4 separate regions of the Mus musculus genome follow, and regions 1, 2 and 3 are each linked to region 4. A link is a contact called in public Hi-C and promoter capture Hi-C data. All regions are on one chromosome and are shown on one strand. The core of a region is the stretch at or near the end of the contact, and the rest is flanking DNA. Distances in the headings are between cores, read along the strand shown. Region 1 has its middle 120 kb from the start of Gm31636. Region 2 overlaps Stat4 (signal transducer and activator of transcription 4). Region 3 overlaps Myo1b (myosin IB). Region 4 has its middle 19 kb from the start of Gm33795.

The links. Promoter capture Hi-C pulls out the DNA fragments that hold promoters and counts their contacts. Hi-C and Micro-C count contacts between places; a contact is called where the count stands out from the background. Capture Hi-C pulls out chosen DNA fragments and counts their contacts.
Region 1: a promoter capture Hi-C map of liver shows a contact between it and region 4. The contact joins two enhancer-like sites. A contact is called at or near these places in 3 of 39 promoter capture datasets (cranial neural crest, embryonic stem cells and liver), 2 of 15 datasets of contacts at CTCF or cohesin (the NIH/3T3 cell line and pro-B cells), 11 of 484 Hi-C or Micro-C datasets (beige adipocytes, bone marrow-derived macrophages, embryonic stem cells and 2 more), 14 of 115 datasets of contacts at active chromatin or transcription factors (embryonic stem cells, expanded potential stem cells, large pre-B cells and 2 more) and 1 of 9 other capture datasets (embryonic stem cells).
Region 2: a contact with region 4 is called in a Hi-C map of CD8 T cells, with 2.9 times the contacts expected there. The contact joins two enhancer-like sites. A contact is called at or near these places in 6 of 39 promoter capture datasets (the C10 cell line, the HPC-7 cell line, embryonic stem cells and 2 more), 1 of 15 datasets of contacts at CTCF or cohesin (large pre-B cells), 57 of 484 Hi-C or Micro-C datasets (3T3-L1-derived adipocytes, B cells, the BV-2 cell line and 38 more) and 2 of 115 datasets of contacts at active chromatin or transcription factors (the HPC-7 cell line and large pre-B cells).
Region 3: a contact with region 4 is called in a promoter capture Hi-C map of adipose tissue. The contact joins two enhancer-like sites. A contact is called at or near these places in 9 of 39 promoter capture datasets (cranial neural crest, embryonic stem cells, frontonasal cranial neural crest and 5 more), 1 of 15 datasets of contacts at CTCF or cohesin (large pre-B cells), 28 of 484 Hi-C or Micro-C datasets (the AML12 cell line, the C2C12 cell line, adipose-derived mesenchymal stem cells and 15 more), 6 of 115 datasets of contacts at active chromatin or transcription factors (cardiomyocytes, double positive thymocytes, embryonic stem cells and 3 more) and 4 of 9 other capture datasets (adipose tissue, bone marrow-derived macrophages, liver and 1 more).

The regions. Positions count from the first base shown.
Region 1 is chr1:51,739,640-51,742,339 of GRCm38.p6, forward strand. No RefSeq gene overlaps it. Among named protein-coding and RNA genes, the nearest start is that of Gm31636, 120 kb to the left of the region's middle. Within about 2 kb of position 1,377, at least 13 of the 459 cell types and tissues checked have an H3K27ac peak or open chromatin away from gene starts, as enhancers often do. A contact at or near this core is called in liver, where this site is marked.
Region 2 is chr1:52,099,341-52,102,040 of GRCm38.p6, forward strand. It overlaps Stat4 (signal transducer and activator of transcription 4), which reads left to right. Exons shown (of 24, transcript NM_011487.5): 17 at 984-1,119; 18 at 2,512-2,561. Among named protein-coding and RNA genes, the nearest start is that of Gm31812, 13 kb to the right of the region's middle. Within about 2 kb of position 1,356, at least 45 of the 459 cell types and tissues checked have an H3K27ac peak or open chromatin away from gene starts, as enhancers often do. A contact at or near this core is called in CD8 T cells and DN3 thymocytes, where this site is marked.
Region 3 is chr1:51,779,244-51,781,943 of GRCm38.p6, forward strand. It overlaps Myo1b (myosin IB), which reads right to left. Exons shown (of 31, transcript NM_001161817.2): 16 at 318-518. Among named protein-coding and RNA genes, the nearest start is that of Myo1b, 140 kb to the right of the region's middle. Within about 2 kb of position 1,283, at least 16 of the 459 cell types and tissues checked have an H3K27ac peak or open chromatin away from gene starts, as enhancers often do. A contact at or near this core is called in adipose tissue, where this site is marked.
Region 4 is chr1:51,933,390-51,936,089 of GRCm38.p6, forward strand. No RefSeq gene overlaps it. Among named protein-coding and RNA genes, the nearest start is that of Gm33795, 19 kb to the left of the region's middle. Within about 2 kb of position 1,337, at least 117 of the 459 cell types and tissues checked have an H3K27ac peak or open chromatin away from gene starts, as enhancers often do. A contact at or near this core is called in CD8 T cells, DN3 thymocytes, adipose tissue and 1 more, where this site is marked.

The sequences.
Region 1 (2,700 bases), core at 127-2,626, 190 kb before region 4:
AGAATCCCAGAAAAGCTTTTAAAAGATTACCGGGTTCTCATACACACCCCCAGAGTCAATCTGTGTGGCTGACAGGTCCCATGTTTGCTGTGGCAGAAGGCTGGCAATAATACTGCTATAAAATTAGCCACGGAGAGAGAAAAATAATCTACTGTGTAAGGACTATTTAAATGAGGTCTCAGCCTGTAACTTAGGGTAGAATACTTCTTTAACATGAGGCCCTGTCCCTAAGTCAGCAAAAACAACCAAAAGTGTTCCCACTCGAGAGCTTCAGAGTTTTAACTAGAAAATTATAAAGAGATGGGATAGTTTATGTATTTCCATGGGTTTTAGAGGTTGACTGTATGTTTTCTATGATGTCTACTGTCAATGAAAATGGTATTTTTTTTTATTTAGTAGAAATACTTGAATCTATTCTTAACTCAATTTGTCACTTTATGCCCAGTCCCTGTGATAGGAAAATCGAAGAGAAGAATCTTACTAAGGGTATAAACATTTAAAGTTAGCTAAATGCTTGAAAGGACTCACTTTACCACTAGCAATTTTTTTCTTTTTGCCAAAATGTTATAAAATTTTTTTTACAACTTCTGAGAAGGTGGCAAGAGAGGAGGTTGTTGGGGAGGCTGACCCTAGTGAGGAAAGGCCATAGGCCAAGCCCCTACATGAGGTGGATGGGGTGAGGAGATTGGGAGCCCATATTGTCCTGTGTACTTCACTGGAGGGGATGGCAGGGACTGGGGGGATGGAAGCTCATGCAAATACTCGGGGTGCTTTGTGATTTGGGAGGGTCACACTGTCTGAGGTCAGCTTCATAGTTTAGACAAATCATTTTTATTGAGTTCTAAAACACAAACTGGAAGAATCAACATAGGGATGTAGTTGGTCTGTTTATTAATTAGCAACCGTGCGAAGGCATCCAACTGGCTGAGCTTTTGCCTCTCTGCTTCCTCCTCCTCCTCCTCCTCTTTCTCCTTTCCAGCTATGCAGTTGCCCTCAGCCCTGCTTACCTGCTCACACCACATGCTCACTTCCCATCTGCACCATGCCATCAGCTCTTCGATCTCTCACCCATATTCCTGTCAACTTGTCAGAACCGCCTATAGCCACCGAGGCTACTTTGTGGAGAACCTCCAGTGCTTCCTGGCGAGGAAAGGAAGCTTCTAGTTCTTCCCAGGAAGAAGTGATGACCCCTCGAGGGGTCAGCCTCCTGGCCTTTCCTAGTTGAGTTCGGGGTGTGCACACCAATCTGTTACCATGGAGGGTTTTTTTTTTCTATTTCTTAAAATATTCATAACTCGAGTTGTAATATCAGAGGGACAGGATGTGTTGTTTTAGAAAAGGAATTCAAAAGGGCAGCGACATGTTGCAACACAGTTACACAAATATCTCCAGAACATCCTGATTAGATGCAGCTCAGATCTGCCTGTTCCAAAGGTGAAAGGCTATGGAATTCTGGATTCTTTTAATTGTGCAAAACCAACTACACCATTAGAGAAACAGTAATGTGGCTAAAGAATAAAAGGCACACGGCTGTTTAAAAGCATGTCGCTGAGGGCAATCTTATGACAGGGGCTGCTAAGTCAAGAAAAACCTTCCTCTAGCAAGGCAAGCTTCCAGGTTAAATGGGATGAGTTGCCACACCGAGCTTCTTCCAACTCTGATCCCTCAGCTCCAAAAGTGAGCGGAGGAAATGGCTCCCTTACAAACTTGAAGTAAGGCACAGAGGAGACTGTAGACGCCAGTCTTTGTCTTTGGAGGCCCACAGCACCAGCCATGTAGCTTCAAGAACCATTTGTAGCTTAGGGGACGGCCTGCCCACCTGTCTATCCATAAGCTGTCATTCACACCAAGTGCTGAAGGACAGGCTTAACGTACTAAAACGTTTAGCCTTCCACTTCAAACCTTGGTTGCTGAAAAACGTTTGCAAGGGGGTAGCCAGTTTTGTGTAGTAGCCACACCTGGTCATATTAACACTTTTTCCTGTAACATACTTAAGTAAGAGCCTATGAGCACAAGAGAATGTAAATACATGTGCTACATATCAAATGTACCCTCCAGGACATAATACGAATATGTCTTTTGTTTCTTTTCCTTTTATCACATAGCTTCCAATTTCTTTTGTTGTTGTTGTTGTTGTTTTGAGACAGGGTTTCTCTACATAACCCCAGCTGGCACTGGAACTTACTACATAGACCAGGCTGGCCTCAAAACTCACAGAGATCCACTTGCTTCTGCCTTCTAAGTGCTGGGGTTGAAGTCATGAGCAATCATACCTGGCTCCAACTTCTCATTTAGACCAAAATGAACTGACCCCCTGGTCCTCCTGCCTGAACCTCTCAAATGTTGGGAGTGCATGTGTTAACATCAGACTTGGCTGAGTGAAAAGCTTGCCATTTCTCTGAGCAGTATTTGTTCTGTTTGTTATTTTTTCCCAGGTGGAAATGGACTTGTCAGAGCCTCTAGCAATAGAGGCACAAATGTGGTTCTGAAATGGGTGTATATATGCAGATTAATACGATACAAAAATATTGTCTTAGATGAGGTGCCATCTTATTAGCTTAGAGAAAACTTCTGGAAGAGGAAAAGAACAAAAACTGGGGGATCTGGGGAGGGGGAGGAACCTCACTTTTCTTGAAGGCAGATTGTTAGCGATAGCCACGTTTTGAGAAGTTTCTCCATGTTGGTTCAAAGGTGGAGGTT
Region 2 (2,700 bases), core at 106-2,605, 170 kb after region 4:
GTGACTGCATAAGAAGAAGTGATCCCTAAATAGGTCAACCTTCAGTGCCTTTCCCCTTTAATGCAATATTCCTTAAAAGGAAATCACACAGACAAAGGCACAGCCCTGTTCATTCCTATCCCCAGATGTCCTGGCATCGAAGACACATCAACTGCAACCAGGAGGGCTCCCTAGTCGTGACATTCCCCTCATGCTGGAGAATCCACTAGATAATTCACTTTAAGGCCAGAGGTGGTTCCTGGCATTAAATGCCACTTCTCTTTAAGAGCTACATGTCTGTACATTCAACTTTAGAGTGTGGCGGGAAAGACTTAGTAGGGTCTTCTGTCCTAGCACAGCACCACACTGTTATCTCTTAGCAACATTCTTCTAGGAACCCGCTAAGGCCACCACATGCCACCATGCTCACCCTCCCAGAGCAACTGGGTTCCCTCTTGAAGATCTAGAGACTGGACTCTTAGTCTCCTTACAAAACCAAGCTAAACGAGTAACTTTGACTTATTAACTCTACCTTCCTCCAAACTCTGAGCTCTTACACCTTAACTAGACCCTGTCCTCACTAGCCATTTCCCAGCCACCTTTCTCAAGGAGACAATGGTGTCCCTAGAAATACTTTTACTTCTCTTCTTCCTGTCTTGTGATCCTTGTTGAATGCAGAGCCCTCTTTCATGGTGAGCCAATTAGCATGCTTACAATTAATATCATTTCAAGGGAGTTTATGTGACCAGCCATTGTTAGTCATGAGATGATTGTTGTTTGGTAGTTTAGAGAAAGTTAGGAGATGTCAAGTGATTTTCTCAGGAAAGATGGATCCCCAAGTTGTATTATATTCAAGGAGCAAAAGTACTCTAATGGGGAGATGAACTTTATGAACAATTTATTATTAACATCACTTGACCCAGAATCTAAATCGGGAATGCGATATAGCGAATGTAGTGTTCCCTGTTAGGTTATGATATATAATCACCATACCTCTATTTCAGAACTTGGTTTTCTTTAATAACCCTCCATCTGTCACTTTGGGCCAACTCCTGGAAGTGATGAGCTGGCAATTTTCATCCTATGTCGGTCGTGGCCTTAATTCAGAGCAGCTCAACATGCTGGCAGAGAAGCTCACAGGTGAGAGCCGGGAGACGGGGTTTCCTCTGGTTTTGGCACTCGAGAGTTTTAAAGCAGTTATGTTACTACTATTAATAATTACGATGCTGTCACACTTTATGGGATGCCTATGTTGTATTGCCAGGCACAGGGCTAAGTGTTGTTTTACTTTCATTTTTCACAATGTTCCTGGGCCCAACAGTGTTCTATTGATTTGAGGACATCAGAGGTCAATGGCTCCACCGCACAGCTAGGAGGCAGCAGAGTCACATTGTGGGCCAGACGGGTGCTTCTCTGAGGCCCCTCTGTTCACCCTCTGGTTTCTAGGTGTTCTCAAGTCACTTCCTCTGAATATGCTGTGAAGCCTTTATGGTAATGTTAACCAACTAGAACACGATGGGCTAAGCACAGGAAATGTGCTAGAAGTTTAAAAACACGAGCAATGACTTGATTCTGCACATTATGGCCGCTTCGGTTTCTTGGTTTTGCAGACATCACCTGTGCTTCATAAGCTTTGCCTATATTTCTTAGCCGTAGCTGGGTTTTGACAAGCTAGTACACCTAACTCCAGCTGAGTCTGTATGCATTTGCAGTTATGGTACCCACGCTTGTTCTGCACAGAAGCTGTGGCTGCCGTCTGGTTTATGTGATGTTGGCTAGCTTCACCTGTTTCTGTGCACCTGTTGGCTCAACAGTGGGTGGTCAAATACAACTGCCCTTTCCAACAATTTAAAATTCTACTTAATATAGGTTTTTTTTTGTCTTGAGTTCATAAATACAGTAGTAAACATTTGTAAAATGTTAATGAGCAACTAACGCAAAAATTATGTTAGCATGTTACCAGAAATAGTATAGATTAGCATAGTGTTCTTAGGATCTTTAGCAAATTATCCACAGGAATGTAGTTTCCTTAAGATTTCAATGTGCTAGATCAAAATAGCTGGTGGCTGCATATTGCCTACATGATTTCTAGTCCATTTTTCCACTTAAATCTAGCTATACCTAATTACATGATTTTGTTGTGTGATGTCTGGTTGCCGTCCTTGGGCCGCTCTTACCATCTCCAGCAGCATGTTATCCCACAGCGCCTTGGCCTCACTCTGCTTCCTCCCTGGAGGAGCTTCTGTTCTCCCTCTGCCCGAATGCCCAGTGCCGACCATCCATGGTGCTCCCTAAGCTCATTGTTGGCTCCTCCATCAGAAAAGCTTCCTATTAGATACTGACCTTCTTAGGCACAGCATGGCACATTAGACCTTAGGAAGCACTCACACACTGTGCCTCCATTGGAAGGCCAAAGAAATGCTTGCAAGAGAAGAGTGGGGAGAGATTAAATCGAGCACAGAATGAACGATTTCGGTGTTGCGTTAAAATTCTTGTTTCATTTAGTTTTGTTTCTTTTTCCTTTCATTTTAGTTCAGTCTAACTACAATGATGGTCACCTCACCTGGGCCAAGTTCTGCAAGGTACAAACAGGGCAATGGGGGTGTCGATTAGGATGTTAGAAAGCTGATTTCTAAAGATCCAGTGGTTTGGAAGATTTCCTGGATGAGGATAACTTAAAAAAAAAAAAAAAGTCCTGCCCTGCTCAAAGGGAACATTTGT
Region 3 (2,700 bases), core at 33-2,532, 150 kb before region 4:
TTTGCTAAATGTTTTGTGCTTTTAAAACCTTACAGTAGGCCTTTCGTCTGGCACAATTTACCAACCCTTTATCTGTATTATTTGATAGAACAGCTTAAGAGCTAAAAATAATAAAATGACATAAAGACACTTTGTAGTGTTCATTAAGACCGCTGGTTTGTTTTCCATCTTCTTGTGTTAACAAGACGTAGCTCACCGTGGTCCAGGCTCAATTGCCAGTGAGCACTGGCTGCTCTCACTAGTCTCCTACAGAAGCTGTGCTCAGCACACCCTCTCCCAGGAGGCACAGGAGCCCTGGGGACAACATCGTGGGGTACCTTGCCAGCATAATGCTGGATTCTGAAGCAGCTGTGGGGCAGGGTTGTGTCGTTGAGAAAGCGGGAACACTTGCTCATCCTGCTCTCAAAGTGCTGGTGGGTGGCACAGACTTGGTTCAGCTTTTCCAGGAAGGTCTCATCTGTAACAGTGCCGGGTCTCAGGCACTCTTCATCCAGCATGGCCAAGATTCCATTTGTGTTCTGGGAGGAAAGAAATAAAGGTGTTTCTCTGCTTCCTTCTTTGCTATGCTGCTCTAATAATTAGTCCTAGTCATAACATCAAACACAACTGACGTAATTACATGTAAGATTCTGTTCAGCTGTAACAGAAAACAGAATCACAAAGGCCCCAGAAGGCAGCTCCTTTCCAGAGTGACCCAGATGTGTTGGGGTTGGAGTATCTGCCCTTTGTGTCTCCGTCCCCAACAGATAGGACCCAGAGTCACCTCACCCTCAGTACAAAGGAAGTTCACACAGTCAGAAAAGTGTGCGTGGCCTCAAATCCAAAACCCAATCGGAGTCAGAAGCCAACATGGTAGAATGGTGTCTACGTCAAGCTACTAATTCTGGCTCCATCTCTTGTCTTCTATTTGCTTCACGGCTTAGGAAATACATTGGTCTCATGGTTCACAGATTCAGAGTAAAGCTGGGTTTCTGGGGGACGGGAGTAGTCTTGTGTTTTAGGATGTTGTTCTCACGATCGTGCAATCAAGTGCGGTTCAAAACCATTTTAGAATAAAACTCTTGTTCAACAGAAAATATCTAACTGAGTATTAAATATGAGTGAAACTTTACTTGTGTGCTCAGACTCTGTGATCATATTTATTTCAAGAAAGGCCAGCCCTAGACTGAACCAGAAATCAGGAATCTTCTACTTTGCTAACAAAGGCAGTGCTCTTCCTGTGACTGTCCCCAAGGCCCCTAAGTTGCAATTCCAGAAACAATCCAAGCCACTGACCCTTAACCCCTCCCACTTCCAGCAAGGCAAAGGCCCTGCCCTCAGGAGGCTATGATCTCCTCTGACCAGCATTTACTCATTCCACACAAAACCCAAGGGAAGAGCAGGCTCTCAAGTATGTTCACTACATCCCCAGAATAGACATTGTTGTTCACTGGTGCTGGAAGGAAGCACTTCCTTTGAGCTCTGGGTTCTTCCATGAACACAAGTTTCTTCAATCATTGGTACAAGGGATTTTCTGTGAGGTAAGTGGGTACATTTACGTGCACTGCATTTCTCTCCTTTAAGAGAAACAATCAAGCGCCTGCTGTTTGTGAGAGAAACGTCTCATCAGGAAAGGAAAACCTCCACAGCAGAGTCCTCAGGTAACAACATTTGCTTGGGAAAAAAAAAAAAAAAAAACTTCAGGAAATGTATGATTTCTGGATTTGAGGCAAGAGCTCGGAATTCTTTATGTAGATTGACAACATTCCCCTCCTAATGCTGGCCAAAGTTTCCAAAACAAAGTTTATTTTCTATCAGTAAGGAGTGATGATTTGGATTATTTACTGCTTTCCATGCTCAACTAAGTCAAAGTTCATGTTTTTGAGAGTATCTTGCATATTGATGGGAAAACACTGGCCAATCATGTAATTTCCACAAGAGCTGATCTGAGCACAGCAAGTTTGTTCAACACTCAGGAGCAAGAGAGTATTCTGGAAACACAGCACACATCTCCTGGCAGGAGAAATAAGCATGCTCACTGTTTGAAAAGACTACATTAAGGTCAGAAGTACAAGCAACCAACCCTACGGCGAGCAAAGGGGTTTCCTGTTTCCACATAAATGTGGCTTCCGACAGGTAACTCACTACAAGAAACTATACCATGGCCCCAAACCAAAAACTTACAATCAAACAGCTTCCTAAAAATTGCCCAGTAATTTTCCCCATTTTTATACTTTTCAAACTCATACACACTCTGAAAAATTCCAGGTTCTTGGCCACATGCACAGCATCCTCTCATACACATTCTCTGAATTAAATCAAGGCCAGAAATGACCTGCTAATCTAGCTCAGGTTTGTCCCTCTTCCCTCTTTCTACCTTAAACTCAATGGTACAGTAGCACTGGACTATAGGCATGAAATGGGCACATTGATATGTTAAACCTCTAAGTGTCTGCTCTGGTCAGCACACACAGTACACAAACGCTGGTGGCCAAGAGGTCCTAAAAGGGCTGTGACAGGGTAACAATATCAGGGCGTCCTGGCTAAGTACCATAATAAAAGCTGTCCATGCCTTCACTCAGAGTGGAGAATGAGTACATAAGATGACCATAAAGTCTTCAAACAGAGTAGTTCCCATCACACAGAGACAAGTGTAAAATAGGGATGCTTAGTGTAAAAAGGCAGTGAGATCATTTGTACAAGGTTAATTATACTACTAAA
Region 4 (2,700 bases), core at 87-2,586:
ACCCTATGACAACCCATCCCCCTTAGCAACAGCCAGTGAGGCTACAATAGCAGGGTCAAGATAACTCAAGACATCCTGCAGAGAATAAGTAACTTATCCATCCTGGTGGTCCGATGGCTTCGTTCTCATCTTCAGTTCCTACGGAGTACAGCAGAAATGTAGTTTTTAAAATATTAACTTGCTGACCTGTATAGATGCATGCCCCAAGTTTGCTGTATCCGCAATACAAATCCTGAACCCCTAGACTCAGGGCTCTCACTCTGACCCACTATGATGGTGAGAGAGACCTTGCTCACAATAAAGACCGTTACATGGTTTACATTGGAATTGGCTCCTTAGTGGTCTTTGGGTACATGCAACTTGGGCTTAACAGCCTCCTGACAGCAATCATTTAAATCAACTCTCTCAAATCTTGAAAACCTTGGCTGCCTGACTCCTCACCCAGCACTTGCCTTCTGAGAGGGAACCATCTAGACGCGCCACTTAATTACTGATACTCAGGAACTATGTCATAAGTTTGTTGTTTTGAGCTAGGATAATTTATTTTATGTAGTAATGGATAATTCATATATTATGTAATGGTACAATATTATATGTTTGGTACAGTATTATAATTGATTTGATTATGCCATTTCAGACCCTGTAGGCATTTAATCCATGGGACACTGTAGGAATGCTCTTCTGTGAGCAACAGAGGGTTTCTCTCCACCCTTTCCTTGTGCCAAGGTCTTCTTTTAATTTGGGCCATGGCCTTTGACATTGTGTCTGATTCTTAATTCAAAGACTACCAAACATGCTCCTCCCACAAAGAGCGGCCTCCCTTCTAATTGACCAGTGTTGCTCCAGTTACGAGTCATGTCATACCTCTGTGACGTGGCCTAGAGTTGCAGCTCAAGATTTTATAGCCATATTTATACCGCCTGCACAGCATGGAATGAGGCCAGCAGAAGTTGCACCCCATGGCTCTATAATCTGCTCTAGTCACCCAGTTTGGAATAGGACTGATTAGAGGAGCTTCGAGAGATAAGCCATCGAGGCTATGGCCTAGCTCCATGTCCTTGTTCTGTAGGATCCCGTCTCAGTGATGAGTGAGAAGGTTAGTGGCTTGTGCAATACCAGTAGACACACTTGAAAAGTGAGTCCCTCCCTGCCTATGCAGTAACATCAGAGCATGAGGGTCCTAAGTGTAATTTCTGATCCAGCAAGCTAGACGTTTAAAACCTGATGGGTGATGACCACAGTGTCTGGGACTTCCTCTCACTGTGTACCATTCAGAGGGCAGATGCGAAACAGGAACATGAACAATAGATAGAGTGGTCTGCCACTTCCTCTTTCTGCACGTCGGGGAAGTTTCATTCACCAAAACAAAGTTATCACTGCTCTGTAAAGTGACAACTATGTCACTTTACAGCACTGTGTCAATACAGAAAACCAGACAGTCACAGCTCCCTGGCACAGAGGCACCCAGGAAGTGGGAACTGTCTAGTGTTAGAGAATAAAGTGAAGATGACTTACTGAACCACCATCCTCCACTTTTAATTCAACTTTATAAGGCAAAACTGGTAATGGGTTGGAAATAAAGGAGAGAGCACAGTGGTGGGAGAAAGCAGGACTCTATGATCATCACTGCACTACAGAATCCACCCTAAGCTCTGATCTCAAGGCAAACCCTTCACTTTAAATGAGCCTATTATGCTCACAGCAGATGCAGCCAAGAACAGGAAAAGCCAGGTCTGCCCCACTGAGCATTTTTCAACAGAAGGCTTAGGGAATTTGTTTACTATCCTGATAACCTTTACTCCAGACCAATGGCCCTCCTCTGGTTCTGTTTTTAAAACCTGAGTTTGTCAGATGAGGAAGGCTAAGCCAATTAGCCAGCTGAGCTAAGTCAGAGTTTAAGAGGAGTCCCTAGAGAAGGCCCCATCCTGCCTCTCATGTCAAATCTATCCTAACGTGGTGTCTCCAGAGGTAGAACCACAAAGACACTCCATGAGGACATTGGCCCGCCTCTGATTTGGTTTTACATTTTCTCTTTGTGTTGTCTTTGTAAGGTATGATGATTATGATGTTTGAGCCTGTCTTCCCAAATACAGCTCCTAACACATGATTTCAGAGTTCACAGAAAGAAGGGAGAATTGAGAAATGGACACGTGTAATGGGATTAAATGAGACTTGGTTTTGCCGAGTTCCCGGTGGTTCTAAACACAGCCTATATGATCCCAAACAACAAGAGCCATTCTGCAGTTTGCATGATTAGTTAATGAGCACCTACTAAGCACATGGAACTGAGGTAGTGCATGATACTCTAAGAACATTACACTTCTATTTCATGCACAGAGTCTTTCAGCTCCTTCTAAAGCTGAAGACAGAAACAATCTTGTCTTTAACTTCAGCAGAAAGTTCCACACAGAGAATATTTTTCAAAGTATCTTCTCTCCCATGGAAAGGTTCTCTAAGCAGGCACTGCCTATCTTTACGAATAAATTGTTTTTAAAAGTTTACCTCACAGCTCATATGCAAATTCTTATTGGTAGATAAGAGAATAACTAATTGCAGTAGATGAAGAAGTTTTCTTACATGATGCATTTAGATACCGTTATGGGAATCTTTGGGGTGGGAGGGAAATGAGAGAAATTTTATAATTCAAGGATATGGACCTTTCCACACACCCTCTTTTCCTTATAATTAACTTATTTCCTC